Regions from separate parts of the Mus musculus genome. Here region 1 is linked to region 2. A link is a contact called in public HiChIP or PLAC-seq data. All regions are on one chromosome and are shown on one strand. The core of a region is the stretch at or near the end of the contact, and the rest is flanking DNA. Distances in the headings are between cores, read along the strand shown.

Evidence for each region. HiChIP or PLAC-seq counts read pairs in DNA pulled down with a chosen protein or histone mark.
Region 1: a BATF HiChIP or PLAC-seq map of CD8 T cells shows a contact between it and region 2, with 6 read pairs. The contact joins two enhancer-like sites. A contact is called at or near these places in 1 of 39 promoter capture datasets (hippocampal neurons) and 1 of 115 datasets of contacts at active chromatin or transcription factors (CD8 T cells).

Annotation. Positions count from the first base shown.
Region 1 is chr11:109,756,074-109,760,132 of GRCm38.p6, reverse strand. No RefSeq gene overlaps it. Among named protein-coding and RNA genes, the nearest start is that of Gm42093, 23 kb to the right of the region's middle. Within about 2 kb of position 1,317, at least 17 of the 459 cell types and tissues checked have an H3K27ac peak or open chromatin away from gene starts, as enhancers often do. A contact at or near this core is called in CD8 T cells, where this site is marked.
Region 2 is chr11:109,418,722-109,422,635 of GRCm38.p6, reverse strand. No RefSeq gene overlaps it. Among named protein-coding and RNA genes, the nearest start is that of Amz2, 5.3 kb to the left of the region's middle. Within about 2 kb of position 1,890, at least 129 of the 459 cell types and tissues checked have an H3K27ac peak or open chromatin away from gene starts, as enhancers often do. A contact at or near this core is called in CD8 T cells, where this site is marked.

The sequences.
Region 1 (4,059 bases), core at 68-2,567, 340 kb before region 2:
GAGTCATCGGGGTACAGTTTAGACATTTCAGCTTCTTCGTTATCTTTAGTCAACCATTATTCACTGAGCTTCCATCTTAAGAATCAGCTATTCGGAAGTAACCACTTACAGGGAGCTAGCTGATTGCCCAACCCCTACTGGACCGCAGTCCTTTTCCAAGCCATCACTTTCCTCACTGAGAAGTACATTATGGGATTGATATTCTGGTGGTATACTATTCTGGTGTAAATTTATGGAAAGATAAATTGTCTCAAAACCTCACTGTAATGTTGAACAAAATTTAGGATGCGTTCAATAGTTGAGAAGAGAGGCTTACAAGATTCCAGGTGATTGAACCATATTTGAACCCTAGCACAGCTGAAGGTCCATCATCTACTTATTTTTAAGATGTGTATGTTTCACATCTGAAACATACTGAGTCTGGAGCTAGATGAGAAGAAGCCCATAAGTGATCTTCATTCATGAATGCAAGGTAAGACAGACATGAGAGGGATTGCTGTTTGCCCAGCTGGTTTCCTGACTCGCTTTGCTGATTACAGTTAAGTGATTGGATGAACCTCAGAAGACACTTTGAACTTTGGACTTTTAACATTGTTCAGACTGCTATAGACTATGGGGACTTTGGAAGTTGGATTAAATGTACTTTTTCCATTATGCTATGACTCAATATGGCCCCCATAGACTCCTGTGTTTGAACAACCCTATGGGTTCCAGCGAATGGAATGTGATGGTTTGTATATTCTTGGCAAAGGAAAACTGGCACTATTAGGAGGTGTGACCTTGTTGAAGTAGGTGTGTCACTGTGGGAATGGTCTTTAATACCCTCGTCCTAGCTGCCTGGAAGCCTGTCTTCTCCTATTTGCGTTTGGAACAAGATGTAGAACTCTCAGCTCCTCCTGTACCATCCCTGCCTGGATGCTGCCAGGATCCTGCCTTGATGATAAGGGACTGAATCTCTGAACCTGTAATCCAGCCCCAATTCAATGTTGTCCTTGATAGAGTTGCCTTGGTCATCCTGTCTGTTCACATCAGTAAAACCCTGAGACAAGGTTGGAACACTTACCTTGGCAGTAACCAGCAGCTCTCTAATTGGACTTAAGGCCCAAACAACAAGTGGAAAAGCCTGCCTGGTACTGGAAACCTTGCCAACTGCCAAGGGCTAGTGAGGCCATGGTTCCTGGAAGAGAGCCCACAAATGCCACTCTACTAAACCAGTATGATCCCTAGCTGCATTCTAAATGTTTGTCCTTATACCCACAGGTAAATGCAGGTCTCACCCCTCTTCCAGGAAACTTCTCTTTGCAACAGACAGAGACCACTGCAGAAAACCACATCCGATCAAAATGAATTGTGAAACCCAGTCACAACTGATACATCTACAAAACAACTCCTACACTTAAGGCTCATGGATCATTGCAAAAGAAGGGATGGAAAGATTCAATCAGCCAGAAGACAAGACATTTGTCGTAAGATTGCATATATCTCTGTGTGTGTGTGTGTGTGTGTGAGAGAGAGAGAGAGAGAGAGAGAGAGAGAGAGAGAGAGAGAGAGAGAGAGGTCATATGATCTGAGAAGGGTGTGTGTGTTTCTCAACAACTAAAGAAAAAGAGGCTATAAATTTGAAAGAGATCAAGGATGGGGCACATGAGAGAGTTTGGAGAGACAAAAGGAAAGGAAGAAATTATATAATTATACTCTCAAAAATAAAATTATTTTTTAAAAAGAAGTCTATTATTTTATAAACTAGCTAAACCATGATTTTAAAGGGGTAAGCTTGATTGTAATGATTTTCCATTGATGCTTAAGGCTGCTCCCAGAAGTCAAGTCTTTCTAAGAAAAATCCCAGCGCCAGGTACAGGATGCCTCCCTACAAGATTTTGGTATGTACCATATCCCTCAGAGGCTTCCTTAACAACATAAACTACTGTCATCACTCTTGGATCCCAAATGGGACTAAACAGTAAGACCATTGCTGAAGACACTACACACTCTGGATATAGAGCCCAAAGGAAGCAAGTAGGAACTGAACTTCAAGTCTCTTCCATGATGGTTAGCGCTCACAGTTCCAGGAGATACCACGAAGGCTGTTGAAGGAGATAAGCCACCAAGCATGACACCCAACTATAGAGTCTGGATGCTACAACACTTCACTGCTTGCTGAGCGGTGCCCACTGGTACAGTCATAGCATAAAAAATGTCTCCAGGTATCTAACCACTTCCAGTTTGTGTCTTTCAAATGGGACAGACAATCCACATCTGACGTAAATACTAACAACTCTAAACAGTTATCATAGTTATCAGAGCTTCTTCCCACCAGATATCTAGCCCAAACCATTGGTATTTGTTCTCTGGCAGTGATAGAGACCACCTATCTGAGAGCAAGAGGTTGTCTCTTCTCAGGCAACGTGTCCCAGCTTAGTTATGGCTACCATCTTCCTTTGTCATCATAGGGTCTCTCTTCTGAGTGTATGCTCTTGTACCTTCTCCTTAAAAGATAATTTTTAGGTTAAAAGCTCACCCTAATGACTACATGCAGCCATACTTACTGCCAACTGGCCTAACTCCCATTGGAGCCAGGCTCTCAGATATTGAGAGTTTCAGCCTGAACAAGTGAACCAGGGGACACAAGGCAGCCCATAATAGTCATAAATGTTCTAACCACTCAATGTGTACTTTTTTTAAAAACATATTCATTGACCCCTCTTTGTCTCCTTGACTTTGCAGGTAGGGATGGGTTTTTATTGTCCTGTCTTTTCTCTATTAATATGAAGCTACACACATCAATCTTTAAGTGTTGTATATATACTTGTGAATTATCAAAGCACAATCCAAGTGAGGCATTGATCCTCTTTCTAGGAACAGTGAAGACCTAAAAACACCTTAACTCCATTTATCCTCATGTTTTTCTTGGCCTATGTTTCAGTTCAAAATACAGTTTGCTACTATTAGTTATGTGACCAATACTAATTTCTATTTATTTGCATGTTATACCAAGAAACAAAATTGTCTATTTCTTATCTTTTATATGCTATCCTTATATAGTATACACGAAAGGGGATGTTAATCTTCTGGTAAGGTAAATAGAGGCAGGACTGAAATTCTAAACTCTAAAGTTCTGAGGGAAGAGACCAGGGAAATCAGAAAGTTATACCCCATAATGTATGAATTCTGTCACATAAGGTGACACTGTTTAGCTTCTGTGGAGTTTATTTTGTTGTGTTGGTGGAGGAAAAGGTAAAGGAACATATCAAGTGTGAAGAAGAGTCTGTAGATGGGAAGAAGGCTCCTGGAGGACATCCAAAGACCTAAGAGGGTTAGGCAGGAAACGTAACCCCTGACTTCAGTTAGAATTCGGGAGTTGGTAAAGGTTTGTCATTCCCAACCTTAAATTGCTGGATTAAAGGGAGACCATAAAATAAGAGCAGAGGCCCAGAAACCATGCTGGTGACTGCACAGTGAGGGCTCTACATATTTATGAATTCTCCCACAGTAAGTGTTCGCTAAGGCCACTGTAAATACTGTCATCCTGTTGGAGGGCTTGTGAAAACCTGTCGAGAGCTTTGTAACCTGTGAATATTCAGCCTCAATTAATGCAAATAAGCTCCATGCTCAGGGTAAGATGTCCTCTCCTTTGCCAGCTCTACAACTTGTGTCTCGTGAGTGACATGATTCTGGGAGTGATATGGACAGGTACAACCTAACCCACAGTTCCTACAAGATGTGAAGACACCTTGCAGAAGGCTAGTCTTTGAGTCTGACATATTAAAATTAGGCTGTTGAGTTTGCTAAATTGGCACACTCAAAGGTACATTGAAGCCATACTTCTTGTGGCAAAGAATCTGGAGAATTCTTACCCAGAGTTCGGGCTGTCTGCAGACCGGAAGTTCAGTTAAATGGAAGCGTTTGGTTTTCTTGGGTCTTTTCCTTTATCACAAATGAGAATGAGACAGCATCGTTGGACACACTTCAAGTGATGAAGCTTTCAAAATATCAACTTTATTATTAGAAGATAATATTTATATCTATGCTGGGTTGGCCAAGGGAGGCATGCTCATTGCA
Region 2 (3,914 bases), core at 641-3,140:
TTCTCTCCTTCCACAGTGGCTTCCAGGAGTCAAATGCAAGTCTTCAGGCATGCGCAGCAAGCACCTTTATCCACTGAGCCACCTCACTGACCTAAAAGTCTGAGTCTGAAATTACTAGTTTTTTTTTTTTTAATTATGTGTATGTCTGTGGGTAGATATGTGCACATGAGTGCAGGTGCCTGTGGTGGCCAGAAGAGGGCATCCAATCCCATGGAGCTGGAGTTTCAGGTGGTTGTCAACTGATTAGGTGCCTGGAACCAAATCCATGCCCTTTCCAAGACCAGCACACACTGAGGTGCCACGCCATCTCTCCAGACTACTGCCTCCATGTTACGTTCTGCTGCACAGCTTTCAAGCCTCACGACCAGTATGTTTTATGCTTTTTTTAATTTTATTTTTATATTTATTTATTTTATTATTTGGGCTAAACTCTTCTTCTGTAGCTCAGACTGGCTTGGAACTTGCTAGAAAGCCAGCCCAGGTGGGCCTTGAACTCAAGGCAGTTCTCCTGCCTGTCCGTTCCTGGCACTGGGGTTATAGGCATGGATCATTACACCCTATTTTAATCTATTTTAGGCTAACCTATTTTAACATGAGGTTAAGAAGTTCTCAACCATTTACTCCCTAGTATGAATTCATGTCCATTATATTTCTCTTTTTCTCCGGCCCTTAGCTGATATCTACTGTTAGCATTTCTTCTAGGCTCCGCCCCACAGTTACCTGGCAACAGCCAGGTGTGCCTGACTCACTATAAAAGGCTCTTCTTGACCCCCTCCTCTCTCTCTTGCTCTTCTTACTCCCTTCTTCTCTTCTCTCCCTGTCTCTTCTCTCCCCACTCCCCTCCCACTCTCTTTCCAAGTGTCATGGCCTGCCTCCTCTCCTTTTCCCTTTCCCTCTTCCTCCCTTCTCTCTGCCTTTCTCTGTCTCTACTACCCCCTCAACTCCCTTCCCCATGCCCTAGATAAAGATAAACTCTATTCCATGTGGTTGGTACCTCAGGGAGAAGGAATGCCTCAGCATGGGCCCCCAGAGGCACCCCCTTCCCCCACACCATACCACACCTCCATCAAACATACCCGTGGCTTCTTTTTCTTGTTTATAAAACATGGCATCCACTACCCTCGTTTTTTCTCCAGCCCTTAGCACTGCCCTGAGGAAATGAAACTTTGCTTGGTCAGGAAGCAGGAACAGGTGGGTAATTTAGGGTTATAGACAAGACAAGCCGGGTAACAGCCTAAAGGTAGGTACAGCAGATGGGGGGGTGGGTGTTGTAATGCAGGAAATAAGATGCTGGCACCATATAGCAACAGGGAGGCAGGAAGATAGAAAATAATGATTTGATAAAAACAATTTGAACCTACGCTTCAGTTATGCTCAAAGCAAAGGCTGCGTGTGAAGGAGAAGGAGTTGACCATCTTCTCCCTCCACTGCAGAGAACCAACCTGCCCACCGAGGCCTAGAACTCAGAGGCCATGGGGACCAAACAGCATCACGCAGAGAAACCATAGATCCCAGAACAACACAGTTTTTGTTCCAAACAGCTAATGTCTTGGACTATCTACTTCTAGATTCTTCCATAATGGGCTAGCTTTGGGAGTGCCCAGGGAGAAGGGCCATTAGCAAAAATGAAAAGCAAGATATCTTTTAGTCCATTAAGTTAAAAGAGGATTTTTTTTCTCTCACTCTCCTTTATTATTTATGACTTGTGACTTCAATTACTGTTTCCCGGAACGCGTGTTATGGGTCTACTGTTTACTGGAGCAAAATAGATGCTTATCAGCGGGCAGGCAAGCTACAGATTGCTAAGTCGTCAGGGAGCCCTTGGGTCTTGTGGCCTCTGGGTGTCCTTTGATGTCATATGAGGTGAGTTGTTTTTTTGTGCCTCTGACGGACGGTTCCTAAAACCTGTCGCTGTCTGATATGAAAACGTAGAGACGCACATATCCACGTATGTGTCTGCGATTTATATACAAAATCTGAAACGTCCACATGAACTGTGTGTGAATACAGTCAGCCCAAACTGAAAGGGAGGTCAGCCTTTTCGTTGTTTTTTCACTTTAAGAACATCACCTGCAAGAAAAAGTTAGCGGTTTAGTGTATGAATGGGTGAGGGGAACAAGCCTCAGGGTAGTGGCCCCTGTGACCACTGGAGGACGCCCATGACTCCCCCAACAACTTCCCCAACCGAGGCTCAGACCCGTGGTATACAGCTCCTTCTGAAAAAGGCTTAGCTTTTTTATTTTTTATTTGCCCCCCCCCCTTTTTTTTTCCAGTGTCTAAGGTGGGGTGGGAAGGTGTCGGCCTGTAGGAGACGCACAAATGAAAGAGGAAGTGTCTTAGCACTCAGCTAGCTCAGAGCAGCCACCCACACTTGTCTGTGACCTCTATGGAAACACTGTATGCGTCCCACTCCGTGTCCTTTCGGACTTTCTTGGGGCCGGTGAAGCTTGGTACCCAGCAGCAGCCGACTTACTATTGGGCTGGGTCAGGGTAAAGCCAATGCAGACAGAGCTCTTGCCCGGAAACGGAAGACAGGGCTTCTATGCTTGCTAACCCCCAAGCATGCTTCAGTGCTTCTCCTGCACGAGCTGAAAACCACGTAGCCCCAGTGACGTGGTACCAGGGACTGCCTTGCTTGTTGTACTCTCTGAGGATGCTGTCAGCCACCACACCCTGCCTCAAGCTCTCTCTCCAGGCAATCTTTTGCGTCCTGGTGGAATGACTGTGGGGGGTCGTTTGCCCTTTTGCTAAATCCAGAGTCCTGAGCACCCTGGGGCAGGGATTGGAAAATTTCTTGTTGAAGAGGAAACCAGCAGGTGTACCTCCAAGTGTGACATTAGCATCATTTCAAAACATTCCTTGTGCAAGGTAGAAAATCCGACAAAATGAAGAAAGGCAGTTAGACACACTAGAAAAGGACAGAAGAACAAGTTAATGAACAAACAAAATCACACCTGCCCCTTCCGCCCAGAAAGAACCCTTGTGAACCTCGGCTGAGTGTACAACTTCCTGCTGCTTTGCGTTTTGTTTGTCTGTCTGTTTGTTTCAACAAAATTGGGACAATGAGGGAGTTTGCAAATACCATGTCCTAGTGGTCCAGTTTACTTCTTACTCCAGACAGTACAGGGCTCTTGAGTTTAAGGATGCTCACTGCTGTCCTGTTTATAATCCTGAGAACTAGACAAGTCATAATCTCATAAAAGACTCTGTTGTCATTAGAAAGATTAAATTCATGCTGCAGTAACATAGAGGGATGGCCAAAGGTCTCCAGTTTTGGCTTGCTCTGGTTTGGTTTGGCTTTTGGAGACAACACCTTGCTGTAGCCCGGGCTGGTATAAATCTGAGGACCCTCTCACTTCAGTCTCCCTGAATGATGGGATTACAGGTGTTTGTCACTATGAAAAAAATGTTTTAATTTCAAAACTATATATAACATTGATACTATTAATATAAAAACATGGGTATACATGCATAATGTTTGCTAAAACATCTATCTAAAGGGTAGACTGTCTGTGCTATTCATTCATATTTTTATTATTATTCTATATTTCTAGAGCTAGCAGTCTTGGCTTTATATTTTTAAAAACCTATTCGCTTTGAAAAATTATTGTCATCTCTGCTTATTGATATGAAGTGTATCCATCGTATAATGAGTATCAAGGGCAGCTACAAAATACATACGTGCTATGACACAATTTTCCCATTTTATATTTTTCCAAATAAATAAACATAATTGGGGGCTGAGAACGTAGCTCAGTTGTAGACGGCTTGCCTGGCAACTGGTCAGGCCTCACTTTCTGGTTCATAGGTAAAGCCTACCTGTCTGGGTTATTATCTGTCTGTCTGTCTGTCTGTCTATGTGTTTGTTTATTTATTTTTAAGATCTCTATTTTTAACTATGTATAGGGGAGATA